Linked DNA regions of Macaca mulatta: region 2 is linked to region 1. Evidence: chromatin contacts called from public Hi-C data. All regions are on one chromosome and are shown on one strand. Each heading gives the region's core, a stretch centred on a gene start, on an enhancer-like site or on the middle of the called end of the contact. The rest is flanking DNA. Distances are from core to core; before and after follow the strand shown. Region 1 overlaps LOC114676301. Region 2 has its middle 520 kb from the start of SOX2.

The links. Hi-C and Micro-C count contacts between places; a contact is called where the count stands out from the background.
Region 2: a contact with region 1 is called in a Hi-C map of fetal cortex germinal zone, with 4 times the contacts expected there. The contact joins two enhancer-like sites. A contact is called at or near these places in 2 of 14 Hi-C or Micro-C datasets (fetal cortex germinal zone and fetal cortical plate).

Annotation. Positions count from the first base shown.
Region 1 is chr2:93,829,391-93,832,665 of T2T-MMU8v2.0, reverse strand. The region is part of intron 7 of LOC114676301; the gene reads right to left. Among named protein-coding and RNA genes, the nearest start is that of SOX2, 15 kb to the right of the region's middle. Within about 2 kb of position 1,560, at least 8 of the 40 cell types and tissues checked have an H3K27ac peak or open chromatin away from gene starts, as enhancers often do. A contact at or near this core is called in fetal cortex germinal zone, where this site is marked.
Region 2 is chr2:94,336,403-94,339,677 of T2T-MMU8v2.0, reverse strand. No RefSeq gene overlaps it. Among named protein-coding and RNA genes, the nearest start is that of SOX2, 520 kb to the right of the region's middle. Within about 2 kb of position 1,482, at least 16 of the 40 cell types and tissues checked have an H3K27ac peak or open chromatin away from gene starts, as enhancers often do. A contact at or near this core is called in fetal cortex germinal zone, where this site is marked.

The sequences.
Region 1 (3,275 bases), core at 311-2,810:
TGACGGGGGTTGGTGTGAAGGTGTTGAAGGGGGTTAAACTCTAGTTTTACTATGTAAAGCTTTAACCTTTAAGTTAACTCCCACTGAATAGGTATAATTCAGAGAGAACAGAGAAGGCATTAAGACAAGATTAACAATGGCATTACTAATAATAATGCAAGTTTTTAATAAACACCCATGCACACCTCTATAAACAGAAAAGGAGGTGTGAAACTAAAGAAAACGAAATTAATAACATTGTTCTCCTTTTAATAAACACAATGTATGTATGTAGGTACATACAAACACATCCATACATATATACACATATGTATATGGTTTCTAGGAAGACAGTAAAGGTAACTAACGGTCATTAAGTATTGACTGGCTTGAGTGATGCCTGTTAGCGACTAAAAGTTGACGAGGTCTAAACTAAAATCGAACGTTTTTCTTTTTATTCTTTAAAAAAAAAAAAAAATACTAGAGCTCTTTAAAAGCCTGGAGGACTTACCCTCAGGGATTATTCAGAGAAAAACTGAGACTGGCCGTTCGTCACAGGCAATTGTAAAGGGTTTCAAAGAGCCGATCAAACGATCGCCAGAGTAATCTACATTCAAGTCCGGATGATGGTGTTACGGCACACACCTGCGGGGTGTTTGCTGTCCGTGCCCCTCGCCGAGCTACAAATCATCATTAAAGCGAGCTGCTTAAGCTTCTTCCCAGCTTCTAGACAAGAGTTACTTGGGACAGTTCACTTTGATATTGCTACAGCTCGCAATTGACAAGCAAGCTATTTTGGAGCCCAAGCCAGAGCCCACATCCTAATGCGCTTCGCGAAGTAAGCAGGATGGTGGGGGCAGGGAGCGGTGAGCAATTGTAAAGGTCTGTCTCTTTCGCCAATTTCCAGAGCAGAATCACCGCAAAAATGTGTAGGAAACCAGGTTAAATCAGCTGAAACCCGCCTTGAGTTTCTAGTGAGGGCCCTCCCAAAACTTCTTTACTACAACTTTTAACCGACCCGTACTGTGGACATAATCTCACCACCTCAGTTTCCCTCCTTCCCTCTCTTAAGTACGCACTCGGGTCAGCACCTTCCCTCGAGTTCGAGATTACATATTTCTTCATCAGGTCTGGTATCTAGTTTGAAACTTTCACTTTTGGTTCGTTCGTTTGCGATTTTTTTCTCCCTTTTTGTGCGGACTGTGCCCTCACTGCTCTCACTGCCCTCACCTTGAGGGGGAAAATAATCCGGAGTTGGGTAAAAAAGAAAGGGACTTGAGGGTCTCTGACAGCTGGAGGCGGGGAAAGGCGGGAGTCGATGTGGGTTTCTGTCTGCGTCTGCCTGAGTGCCCACAAGCCCTCGGCAATCCGCGTGCGACCCACTGGCGGGGGCGGGGTGGGGGAATTAACCGGCTACCGGTGATGCCAAGATCAACACTCGGAGCGAATGTATCAATAGACCAATTTTCTGCTCTTACCGCGAGCTTTTTCGTTTCAATCCAGAGTGGAGGTGTCTGCGCTGCGCAAGACGCAACAGCACAGTGGCGTCAGGAAGAAAAAAAAAAAAAAAGAGGGCGCTAGATGCGGGAGGCGCAAGTATGGAAATTAACTCATTAGGAAGGGGTGTGGTTACAGCGAAGCCCCCTCCTCCATCCCGTCCTTTCTCCCTTGCTGCCACCGTCCCGGCTTGCTAAATATGAGATTACAAACAAACAAATAAAGCAGAAGCTGACTACGCAGTCCCAGATCAAACACGCTCCAGATAATTCGCTTCACTCAGCGCTGCGGCCAGATTTGCAGCTCAGCGCTGGCCCCTGACGCCTGCCGGTGGTTTCAGCGCCCCCTCCAAGCCAGCCCCTGCTTCCGCAGCTCTGAAAGGCAGGGCCCGCGGCGGCTTTTCGAAGGCACAGCACGTGGCCCTGACGCCCCGTTTGGTATACGTTTTAAAACATCAGACAAACGCTTCCACCAATATGGCAACCGTCTGAGGGCTTCTGCCGATCTCAGAGGTCCTCTCTTAAATGCTGCCTGATAGAGGATGAGGGTGGTGGTGGTCTCTTTGGGAGAAAAACAACAAACAAAACAAACTAGAAAGTAATGTCCCAGAGGCCCTGGCCAAGAGCCTTTTCCTGGGGCGCCGCACTCCGTGAGAGGTATCAGTGGTGGAGGGCTCCGAGAATACGGAGGCTGGGGCCTGGAGCGGGTCTGAGCGTTAAAGCCCCGAGTTGTGATATTATTAACCAAAGACCAGGTTACCAAGATTGAGGGCAAGGAGGTTGGAGAACCTAGGGTGCATAATTATGTGCCAAAATAAAATGTTTCAGTTGGGGGAAAGGGGCTAAAAGAACACGCAAAACCTCTCAACGCCGCCCCCCAACCCCCGCCCCAACTGCCCTGCCCCTAGGTCCTCAAAGCCTGCCTCTGTGTAGGCTGAGGGAAAAAATGGCACTTTCATGGTTTTCCTTCCTGCGTGGCTCGTCTCCCTGTCTCTGCTCCCTGCCTGGCGCTCTCCCAGCTGCGGGCCCCTTGGAGGAAGGCTGCCCAGTCCCCTCGTCTCCCGCTGCCTGCAGGCCACCGAGTCTCAAAGCACGCATTGTCCAGCGGGGGCGGGGAGGCCAGCAGACCCATGGAGAAGAATAACACTGCGCCCAACTCCTGTTAGGGAAAGTTTCCCAAATCCACTCCTTGTGGCAACATACTACTTTAAAAGATGGGGGTGGGGGGTGGGGGCGGGGGGATACGTTTTGAAAATCTGCTGCTTTCTCCAATTCTTCACTCTCTCCCCGTCACTTTTTAGGTCCTGGGAAAGAGAGAGAGTGGACTGGGAAGAAACTGGAAGGTGGCATGGAGGGCCGAAACTGTGAACCTGACTCTAGAGCAGTCAATGCGATGGTTTTTAAATGCAGGTGGGAAGAGAGAAGGGGGGATGTCTTCTCCCAGGTCTGGTTGGGAGACAGCTGCATGGCCCGGTGCGCTGGGGGTGGCAGGAAGACTGGGCCACGAGGGCGCGTGTGCAGGCAAAGCATTTTGCACCTCCTGTTTATCTTAGAAACGTGGCGGAGGGGGGTGGGTGGGGAGCGATTGTTCTGCTTCCCGACAGGCAGAAGAAGTTGAATAAAATGGAGAGGCGGGCACACGCAAAAACAAAAACTGCTGCAGGCTCAGAGTCTTTCTCCTTGACCCGAATTCCAAATGGTGGGGGCTCTTCATTTGCAAAGGACTCCGATGTCTGCAGACCCCAGAGACAGCGGTCCTCCAGTGACCGCAAAAGCCGCGATAGAGACCGTTAGAATTGG
Region 2 (3,275 bases), core at 233-2,732, 510 kb before region 1:
AAATACATCTGCATACATAGTGAGTTAATACATATGAATGAAGGTTTCTAGATAGTTTTGAAGATGACCTCCATCTTTTTTTCTCCTTCTGGACTCTATCCACATAGCCATTCTTTTTTAGGAATCAAGAATGACTGTTCTCACTGAGAACAGATGTAGCTAAAATGAACAATACATATTCAACATGTGGCCGATACACTTATATATTAAATGATAGAGAAAACTTTCAGAAATATGCTTTTTTTCTTCCAAACTTAAAACATTTTTCTTCCTTTTGAAAGCTTACATTTCTCACTCCATTGAAATGGACTGTTTTAAGAAAGCAGTGGGTAGAGTCATGTCTTCAATGTTCTTTCCTCTGATGACTAAACAAAATTATTATAGTTCACTGGTTTGAATGCAGTTTTGGGTTGTGTTTGCATGTTTGCCTGGTCATGTTATTTATAAAAACCATTCCTCTGTTGGAATAACTGCAGGGCAAAAACAGACCTATCTGGAGAAGTTTGATTTGTTTTCTGTGTCTGTAATCAAATTACTTATAAATGATATGACATGGTTTATAATGCTTGAAATTTTGCTGTCAGAAACATATATATACACTTTGTGGTTGAATTCACCCAGGTTTCCTTTTAAATCATGTAGGTCTCTGAGACATTTCCACCAAAATGTGGTAAAATGCAGAAGTTGGCAATTCAATTTTATTCAGCCTTTCAAGAAGGAAGGCCTAGATAAGCTTTGCTTGTTCATGTCAGTGATAATATTCATCAGTGAGGCCTAAATGTAATTCTGTAGGCTTGCTACTGCTTTGTTGTACTGTCATTTCTGAACCTCAATCTCTCCCTCTCTCTTTCTCCCTCTCTCTCCCTCTCTTTTTTAATCACAGCAAAAAGTTTCTTAAGAGCTTAACTCACAGCCAAGTGCCAGCTCCCCCATTTAATTTGTCCTGCTTCCCCACAGCACTTGTACTTTATGTTCAGGCAGAGGTGAGGTCAGTTCTCAGGGCCCAGCTCGCTGGACACCCTCAATGATGACCTCATTAGAGTCACAGATGTTTGCTGCACTTTGGGAGATGTGGAAAAAACAGAGCAGTAAACTAGGCCAGCTTGCAGTAAGGCTGTTACCCACAATTCAAGATAAAATGCTGGATAGTTCCCACTAGGTTCTGGTCGGCTAGGAAACGGCAACTTATTAATCTTGTGTCAGAGAGCCAGCTGCAGCCGTGGCAGTTACCATATTTCACCACCAACTCCATGTCTGGACAGCCATTGTCTTTTTTTATGAAAAAACTCTACAAATCAGCTGCGTTCTCTCACTCCCTCTCCCTCTCCTTTCCCCCTTACACTTAGCAAAGCCCCCCGCTTGTCCGCCTTGGAGAAATTGCACTCCAGCACTGAGAGAGTTCGGTGCATCGTCGATCCTGTGGTTGGTTTACTAATTCAGAGAGACTGCTTACTTTCCAACTTTAATGATATTCCCTCAGCATATCACTTTGGTTGCCTGGCGACCGGATTTGAGCTAGGCCTCTCATTTGATTCCCACACATCAGACCCTGAAAAGCACTTTTTTTCCCCCGTCCCTCAGCTTTTGATTCTTTCTGCTCTGAAACCCTTCCCCCTGCGGTGTCAGTATGGGTGGGCAGAGCCGTGGTAGAAGAAGGGCAAGGGTGAAGGGCGGCCCGTAGCGCACTGGTCACACATCAAGGCCTCAAAACAAAGCCTCCAGGAACCCTTCCTGACGAACACAAATTCCCCTCAGAAAAAGCAAATTTGGCTTTCCCTTCATAGTGTGGGTGTCATTTTAAGACTTTCCTTAGATACTTTATTAAATCTGATGCTTTTTATTGTTTTTCATGCCGTTTCTCACAAAAGACTTCCTATTATCAACAAGTTGCTATAGGAGTAAGCAAACAGATTATGAAGAACTGAAATAGTCTAATAAACACTAGCCTTCCATCCACCTCCGTATATGTTTTAATATTATAATATGCATATTAGTATAAGAATTATCTATCTTAATTTGTACTAGAATGCACCACTTTTCCCACAGTGAGAAGATGTTTTATGCTAAAATCTGCATGTGAAAATCCACAATGTTGCTTGTAAGGGAAAAGGGAAAATTTGCTTCTTTTGGCCTTTTTAAAGAAAAATAGAGATGCTTTATCTATTGTTGAAAAGGCTCCTCTGAGAAAAATTGTAATGAACATATTTTTGTGTGTTTATGGTTGAGTCTACCAAAAAAAAAAAAAAAACAGGGAGAAAAAAGAAAGCAAAAGAAAAATTTATATGAAGTGCATTTGAGTTTTTCCATAGTATTATCTCAATTGTTTAAATTAAATCTTATATGCTGTAATCATGTCCTCAAAACAGCACACACACACACACAAAATACTAGGAGCACTTAATGAGCTGTTTTACTGACTAGAATTAGTGCATAATCACATAGATACATGCAGATTTCAAATATATCGTATATTTTATAGAGGTATAAATACACATCTATATATTCAGACATGTACTTATACATTACTCTTGAAATATTAAAATTCCTATATGCATGTCTATTATGATGATCCATCTGTTATAAAAGATAGTTCAAATATTCTTGTTAGAGTTTATTTTCTCACAGATCTCTGAAGGATTTGATCATGTAACTCCCATTCATTCTCATGTGCAAATCCCCTGTGTATTGATGGGCAAATGGACTTCTAATTCCACACTAGAACTGAAAGTAGGATTCTTAACCTTTACTCTCTTGTTGTTGAACTTATATAAGGCTAACAAAAGTTCTTTACCCTTTTCTCAGCAATGATTAAAAGTGTGTACAAAGTTACTGCTTTTCCAAAACGCTTTTTGGATTTCTCCCCACACTCACTCCCACAACTCCCTCCATTTTCTGTACTTACAAGATCTATTACCTGCTACCTTAGTCCTTACTTAGTTATTAAGTGGCTGAGCTGAGAGAGACAGTTTCATACTGCACATCCCTACATGCAAACAAAGAATGTTTTCAGATGAGCATTTAAGCTTCATTTTTCTTTCCATTCTAAGTTTTAACTAATATATTATTTGCATTTTGTGGTATAGATGGGCAAAGCAAATATCTATTTATAAATTCTATTGATTCTGTTATTTTAATATTTGGTAGTTTTATACTTCATGTATGCCAAGAACTTTCTTATTTTTAAAAATATTTTTATACACATACACACATCTCTCAGAAGATATTGAATGAGTACTGTATAAAATATTTCTAGGATGAGAGCTACTATTATTAAC